Linked DNA regions of Gossypium hirsutum: regions 1 and 3 are each linked to region 2. The links are chromatin contacts, called in public Hi-C maps. All regions are on one chromosome and are shown on one strand. Each heading gives the region's core, a stretch centred on a gene start, on an enhancer-like site or on the middle of the called end of the contact. The rest is flanking DNA. Distances are from core to core; before and after follow the strand shown. Region 1 holds the start of LOC107943407 (auxin-responsive protein IAA9). Region 2 holds the start of LOC107935247 (transcription factor bHLH18). Region 3 holds the start of LOC107935254.

Region 1 (2,777 bases), core at 91-2,590, 220 kb after region 2:
CTCAGGGGATTGTGATCCAGGAAGACCGAGCCTAAGCTCCGTAGCCAAATTCAGATTACTCGAGACACCCGAGCTGTCAACTGAAGAACAATCTGATAATCCAAGATAATTACGCTCCTTTAACCCCATGCCATTCTCGGAGATACATTCAACAGAGGGAGAAGAAACACTACTCTGCACTTCCTCCTCCACGCCCAGCAGCGGTGGAGACATCAGAAACCAAAACTTCTCAAAATAGCCTCTTTACTACATAGAAAAAGAAAAACAAATCAATATTTTCAGCTAACTTCAAGAAAAACGCTTTTTAAGCCAAACCATTTAAGAAAGGAAAAACAAAAGATTTAACACCACTAAAAATACAACAGACGGATCCTGGTGAAAAGCCACTTCAACCTTTTTTTCTTAAGAAACTCCAGCTACCATGGTTAATTTGTGTCATTTTTATGGCTCACATTCTAAAGGTTAAATTACTGAAAGTTTTCAGCTCCAAAGCTCAAACAATGGTGTAAAGCCCTAGCTAATCTGCATTCAACCAGTCTTACTTCACAAAAACTAAATCGCATGCTAATAAAAGAATATACAAATATCCTTAACATTTGGAGAATAATCTCTACTCCGTGATTTAACAAGAAAAAAAGAACATACAAAAATCCGAGTCCAATTTAAAAATAATGCTACGAAAAATTAACTACTATTAGTATTGGTTTTCCAATAGGTTGCTGCTGATGAGAAATAATAGAAATAAAAACACAAATTTTGTTTAGATCATGAAAAAGAGAAAAAAATGTTCACTGAAGCCTTACTGTTCTACGCATTAAAATCCTTTTTAAGATAGTTGAGTTTTCCATTTTTCCTGAACAATAAGCAGAACAAAAAAGAAAAACAAAACAAACAAAAAAAAGCAAAAAAAAAAAACACGGAAGGTACTAATCTTTCTCCATCCATTTTCTTTCGTTTTCCGGGCAACCAAACAGAACAAACTGAATTTAAGAAAAAAAACTGGAGATCTTACAGTTGAAATGAAGCGGAACTGCAAAACAGAAACAAACGAACAAAAAAAGGAAAAAATGCAAATCTAAACAAAAGAATTTCACAAAAAAAAAGGAACTCACCGAAGAAAAGTTTAGTGAAGGGAACAAAGAGAAGAAGACCGATTACTGCTTTCAAAAATTGCAGGCGAAAAATGCACGAACTGCAGAGAAAATGAATAAATAAATAAATAAAGCTTTAAGGTCCTTCCATTAAGCAGAAAGTAACAAAGGCCGAGGAACTTGAAAAAATAAAAAATGGAGGGGCAAAAGCGAAAATAGACATAAAAAAGGTGGCGTAATTTTTATGATCCCCTTTGAAAGATTGTGGACCAGGTCGTTTTTTTTTGCTGCGCCGATCAAGAAGTTGGGGGGAGGGGAATCTTGATCTAACGGTTGAGATGTTTGATTTTGAAAAAAGAAAAAAAAAATTGTATTTGTTATTGTTAGTTAATGTCTGCATTACTCGTTGTATTATAAGTAAGTTATGGATTTAGTTATTATATTTTTTTCTTTTTAAAATTTTACTCGTATTTAAAAAAATAGTTAGTGAATTCATTAAGTTTTGTTACTTTTAGAATTTTTTACGGTAAACATATTATTATATATCTAATATCATGTCAATTTATCATTTTCACTTATTATTTAAAAAAAAATATTTAACGATGATTACTTACGTCAAAAATTAAAATTTAAAAATTTGAGATCATTGACTAAATTTACAACTTTACTCCTAATATAAAACTAATAGTATATAATAATATAAATTAAAATATAGGGTTGGAATACAAAAACTAGTAATACAATTTGTCTACTACTAATATTAAAATTTATAATTTCAATAGAAAATTGTAGCTATTATAGTAAATACACATTTTTAATTATTTAAATTTAGTTTCAAAAATTAATGACAATATATAATTTGATTTATCTCTGATTAAACAATTGATATTCTATTAATTCAATTAACTTAAATCAACTAATAAATTTAATTAAAGTTTTTTTATAGTTTTTAATTGATTTAACTCAAACTTAGTTAGGGATGAGCTTGATGGATTTTGAACCGATAAATTCTATTTAGAACGAATTTTCTTTTTTGAAGAGCGGATGTAGGGGAGGGTGGATTTTTTCTTTTGAATAATAGATCTGGAGTGATTATGGGAATTGTTTGCCCTGCCTCGCCCTACTTCACTATATGAAATTACCATTTTATTCTTGTGTATATAAAGTAACCATTAAAAGGATAAAAATATACTAACGTAATATAAAAAATTTATATATTTTATGTTTAATTAATTTCTGAATAATTATATTTAAATATTTACTTAATTTTTAAAATATTAAAAACGAGATGCCAAAATTAAATTGAAGTGAAGCAGAATAAGACTGAAATAGATAAAAATGAAAAATGAAAAATCGTTTTAATTGTGTGATTATTTTGGACTAGCGTTCTAATTGTTCTATTAAAGCAAAGGATGATTACAGAAAAAAATTTTAAATATAAAAATGGTTAATAATTAATTAAATTAATTACTATTTTTACTTTATGTACTGTTTACTTTATGCTTTAATGTCTAATATCTATCCAATGTACTGTTTACTATTTTGTTGTATTATATCTCCTTCAACTATAAAAGGAAGATGTGTTTCTCTTTATAAGATAAGAAGTTCTCTGAATAAAAATCCTAATATGTTTTTTTTACTTATGGCTTTCTAATTGAAGGTATTCAAATATTAAATTTCTAAGCT
Region 2 (2,700 bases), core at 121-2,620:
CCTTGTTCATCACATGAACTTCAACAAAGCCAGTCGTAAGCTTTTCACCAGATCCTTCACTGTCATTGAAAACTCAGCTTCCATCTGCACAATATTTTAAAGTCTAAATAAGTCAAGGGTTTTTTTTTAAAAAAAAATGGAGGAACGAGGGTAACAAGGTTAATTATTATTATTACCTGAGCAACAATGGTGATGTCAAGAGTAGCTTGTCCAAAGGGCAACACATTAGTATTCAACACACAGAGATGAAGCTTTTCGACTTCGTTCATGATGTTTGAAATGAACCCTTTGTTCTTCTCACAATGGATTCGAATCAACACATCTTTGTCTGAGACTCTAGCTTCAATCTCAGGGAACAGCTTGTTGTTTGTTTGGTTGCTATCAAAATTCTCATCAGATGAAGATGTTTCATCGTCTGCATAAATTTGGGTTTTTTTAACAAAAATCACTGATTCCGTTGCTTTTTTAGCTGCTTGCTCTTCAAGTGTTGCCACTTTCTCTTGAAGCTGTTTCATGTACTTTATAGCATCTCCAAGGACAGAAGCTTTGTCTGTCTGCATATTACATCAACAATTCAGCATAAAAGATAAAACCCGAAAATTTGAACATGAAATCATGGAAATTTGTTACCTTTTTCAAGCCTGGAATCAGTGCTGAAAGTGATATGAACCTTTGGCTAAGCTTTTCACGGCGTTTCCTTTCGGCAATTACATGGTCTTGAGCATGTAATGGTGTCCTTGTCATAGAACCCACTTTTTTTGTAACCTCATAGTATTGTTGAGATACAGCCGGTGATGGATTCGAGTTATGGAAGGAGATTATATGAGAAGATGGGGAAGAAGAAGAAGAAGCTTTTGGTGGTGGTGGTGGTGGGATGTTTTCGTTGATCGAAAAATTCCAGTTATTGTCTGTCTTGAGTTGTTTCATTGGCCTTTTGAACTCGTTGTCGTCGACCACTTGATGAAAAGCTTGAATATTGGATGAACCATTGTTTATATTTGGATAAGATGAATAACTCTCAGAAGAAAAAGACTGGAAATTGGTATCATCAAATGAATAATCCATGTTTGGTATTGCAAATTGTGGGAAAAACGTGGGATCCTCCACTGTTTCCTGCAAAATCAAATAACTTAAGCAAATCTGGGAAAATCAAAGAATTGCAGAAAGAAAAAAGAGTGTGCTTTTTTACCACTTCAGATATCCATTTGTTTGAAACGATTTCCATTAAAGAACCCTTTTTTCTGGAACTTTTGGTGTTGGAAAAGATGACTTTAAAAACTGGAATTATTTTTGTTTCCCAATTGGAGAGTGGAAGTGGTGGAACTAATTAATTTGTGAAAGCTATATATATACAGGTGTTACCATATTGTACGCGGTTCTAAGTAGTATATGGTGTTCTTGCTAAGTGTGAAAGTAGGGCTTTCATTTTTATAGTTTTCTTTACTGTTCATATGGTGGGTTTGTTTCTGGATTTTTCTCTTTTTTGTTGTTGTTTTTTTTATGCTAATATCAACATCTGATCTTTTTTCTTTTTCCTTTTTCCGTTGTCTATTTGGGTTTTTCACATATAAGTTAGTTTAATATTTAGCTTAGTTTCTTTGTGTTAAGGAAGAATTTTTTTTTTTAGGAATTTTAAGCATTTTTTAAAAAAATTTTATGGGTAGTTATTTTGGGTTTTGACTTGTTAAGGGAATTGAATTGGATAAAATCTTAAAAGTATCGATTGCTAGTAGCCAATAAAACCCTTAATAAATGGTATTGTCTTTCATTAAGGTTGTGTTATGAATCTATGGAGAGTTTGATTGGCTAAAACGTTCAACTAAATAGAAGTGTTTTGCCAAGATAAATCATTCACCTACTAAGGAAATGTCACTATTTGTACTTGGTAGAATTTAAGCCCATGCCCTACAACTAGCTTGAATAGTAGCATAGTTGCTAGTAATTGTTATATATGTTGTAGGGTACGAATTCAAATTCTACCAAACATAAATACTTACATTCTTTTAGAGGTAATTGTGTGTATTTCGATAAATCGCTCTTTAAATTATATATATTATGTTTGGAGTGAAAATAATTTTTTCTATAATTTAATGCCAAATAATTCATATATTTATATTATATCATCCTTTCATAATCGAAATTAAGATTTTACATACTCTTATACTTTGTCATTTTGTGTATTTTTCACATGTTTATATATTTATATTCTATTTACGTAGTTGTCAAAATTTTTTATGTTACTAAATGGATTTGACTTTTTCTAAGAGAGTATATGTAGACATGTAAGAAACACATTTTTTATATCCGAAAAAGGATTTGAATACAAACAGCTTCCAAGAATTAGGGTTCACTGCCCTCAACATTTTAAGTAAACTCTTTTTTCTTTTGTCCACTATGAGTTTTCCTATATTTAATATATATGAAGCTGAATTTACATTATTTATTTATTAATAATGCTTAAATTTACATACAAAATATAAAATAGTAAATAGTAATTTAAAAAGTTATAAAATGATAATTAAATTATTTGAGAGTTTTTATTTAAATTATTAGACTAATAAAATCACTACTATATGACCTTTTATTATTAACGCCACTTACACTAATTGAAAGCTTTCATTTCTTTTTTCTTCTACAATTAGTTTTTTCATGAAACAACTTTGAACATCATGTATTTACGAACCAACATCCAAATAATTT
Region 3 (2,800 bases), core at 50-2,549, 130 kb before region 2:
CCGATGTTGAGTTCTCTTCCAAATTGACAGCGATTGATGCGGCCAATTCAGACAGAACGACACAGTTTAATATCTGTGTGTTTTTCACGCGCTTTTAAGAGAGTGAGTAAAAACAGAAAGAGTGAGATTGGCAGAGAGATTATGAGTTTAATTTGTCTAATATATTTTTTGTTATCTAACTATAGTATAAATTCTAAATTGGTCCTCAAATTTTAAAATATTCTGATTGAATCCTTAAACTACAGTAACATATTAATTATGTCTATGTCAACCTAGAAGTTAGCTTAAATGTTATATTTAAAATAATAGATCAATTTATAAAAAGACATATTTACAGTTGAATTCATGTATTTTAAATATTTGTCTCATTAGATCTCAATTGACATTTATCGTCTAAATCGACTGAAGGATTTGGTTGATATAATATTAGTACTTTGAACTGATTGAGTATTGTTCAGTTGACATCAATATTATTGTTGGTGTAAGAGGATATGGGTTCGAGTATACTAAAGTGCATTTATTCTCTTATTTAAATGTTGGAAACGATTATGAGTAATTTAGGCATTGTATAAAAAATATTAATATTTTGATATTTATTTACAATTGGATCTATGTATTTTAAATATTCTTCACATTAGATCTAAACTAACGTTTAATGTTTAAATTAACGACTAAATTGACAAAAATCCTTTTTTTGGGGGGGGTGTTGAGATAAAAAGCTTTGATTCATACAATATTGATACTTTAACACAGGGGTGAAGAAAGAGAGGCATGCAAAGCCCTAGCCACTCTAAAATGAAAATTTATTGATTTAGTCATCTAAAATTTATAAAATCTTAAGTTATATTTTATCTCCTCCCAAAATGCTAACATTTCGATTTAGTCTTTTTGAAAACCATAAAGAAAAAAGCTAATATTAGGATAAATTTATATTTTAGCTCTTATAAAAATATATAACTTAATCTCAGCCTTTAGAAAAATTTCTGGCTTTATCCTTGCGTTGATATGTAATTACCATTGGGTCCACGTGTTTTAAATATTATTCACATCAAATTTGAACTAGTATTTGACATCTAAATTGACAATTAAGTTAACAGAAGGAGTAATTTAAAATCTAATCAATCTTTTAAGGACTTTTGATTAATTAATCATTTTTAGCTAAAGAATTTTTACACAATTATCCATGATGGACTCTCGATCGATCTAAAGTTAAAGTTTTAATCTTTAACTTATATATTCAACTAAATTAATAGTTTTTAATATAAAAATACAAACTTTAAATGTAAACAAATTATATAGACATTTAATAAAATGTAGACACTTTTTAAGAAGGACTCCATATGAACATATATGTGGCGTTGAAAAAAAGGCACTGTTTCCACATTTCCAGATCCAAGTTCATTCAGCCACCGACACACAAAGTTTCCTAATCTCGAAGTCAAGTTTTTTTCTTTCTTCTTTAAAATTTTCCTGGAAACTTAACCATTCTCGGGATTTCCCAAGAAAAGTTAAAATCTCTCCTTCGTTAGTTTTAGTTTCCTTTTGGGGGATCATTTGGATTCTGGGTAAGTCTATCAATGCTTTCTGAATTTAATTTTCAAGTATTAAAAATGGGTTTGCTTTAAAAATGCAAGCTGTTGATCTGTTTCAGATTATAATCCACTTTTCGATCCTGCATTTTATTCCTTTTCCACTACCATTACCGCAAAAAAAAAAGTTGCTGTTTTTTTTTGCTTTTCTGTTTTTGTGCTTTATTAATAGTGATCTTTATATTTTTGTTAGTTTAAGGTCTAATATTTACTTCTTCTTTTTCATTTTTTATGGAATTTTCTCTTTGGATTGGATTAGTGTAATTGTTGTTATTATTAGTATGCTGGGAAGTGAAAAGTTGAATTGCATATAAATTATTTTAAGTTTTGTTCATAATAAACTACCACTTGAATATTTAGTTCATGGGTTGATCTGGATTTTTCATTGCATAAACACTGTCGATTTGATTTTTCGCATTAATTTCTTTCATATGATTCATTTTCGGCTTTATTGCAAACTTCTAGTTGATGAAATGTTGTGGTATTATTAAGTTGAATTACATGAATATGTCGGATTTTGAAGAATTTCGATGTTTTTCCGATGTTTTGCCGACAGGTTAAATCGAAAGGAAGTCCGACATGTTCCGGCTTTCACCTGGTAGGAACCAAAGATCGAAAGGATTGAAGGTGAAGCATGCTCTACAAATATGTGTTCTTGTTGGTATTTGCATTTGGCTGCTTTACCAAGTTAAGCACTCTGGGGAGAAGAAAGCCATTTATGAGAAATCTGGGAGTGATGTTGTGAAGTTGGGGCGAAAGGACTTCCCTCGATCGGAAGGGATGACTGTTACAGATGCACGGCATAAGGAGGAAGAAGAGGAAGAAAGTAAGAATGGGGATGAAGATAATAAGCCTGAGGTAACCGAAGATGAAGGAAATGGGGAAGTCGGTGGGATGCATGAGCATGATAATGAGATACCCGAGGAGGGAACTGAGCGTGAAGAACATAGGAATGACGATAACGAAGAGACTATGGAAAATGAAAACAAAGGAAATGAGGAGACTCGTGAAGGCGATAATGAAGAGAAAGAGAACATCAAGGATAGTCGAGAAAAGGAAAATAAAGAGATTGGGGAAGAGAGCAATGAGATGGAGAAGAGTGAAGGTGAGATAGAGAATGCAGGTAGCTCGGATGATCGGGTTCGTGATGGAATTGATGGGAATAATGAAGAAGCGAGAGAAGAGCACTACAAGGGGGATGATGCTTCAAG

What was found. Hi-C and Micro-C count contacts between places; a contact is called where the count stands out from the background.
Region 1: a Hi-C map of leaf shows a contact between it and region 2, with 3 times the contacts expected there. The contact joins the promoter of LOC107943407 here to the promoter of LOC107935247 in region 2. A contact is called at or near these places in 2 of 34 Hi-C or Micro-C datasets (both in leaf).
Region 3: a contact with region 2 is called in a Hi-C map of leaf, with 1.9 times the contacts expected there. The contact joins the promoter of LOC107935254 here to the promoter of LOC107935247 in region 2. A contact is called at or near these places in 4 of 34 Hi-C or Micro-C datasets (callus, leaf and seedling).

The regions. Positions count from the first base shown.
Region 1 is chrA02:104,162,384-104,165,160 of Gossypium_hirsutum_v2.1, reverse strand. It overlaps LOC107943407 (auxin-responsive protein IAA9), which reads right to left and starts at 1,340. Exons shown (of 6, transcript XM_016877161.2): 1 at 1,113-1,340; 2 at 1-246. The coding sequence starts at 213.
Region 2 is chrA02:104,381,568-104,384,267 of Gossypium_hirsutum_v2.1, reverse strand. It overlaps LOC107935247 (transcription factor bHLH18), which reads right to left and starts at 1,370. Exons shown (of 4, transcript XM_016867816.2): 1 at 1,190-1,370; 2 at 631-1,113; 3 at 177-554; 4 at 1-84. The coding sequence starts at 1,225. The coding sequence ends at 10.
Region 3 is chrA02:104,515,592-104,518,391 of Gossypium_hirsutum_v2.1, reverse strand. It overlaps LOC107935254, which reads left to right and starts at 1,299. Exons shown (of 2, transcript XM_016867821.2): 1 at 1,299-1,565; 2 at 2,146-2,800. The coding sequence starts at 2,169.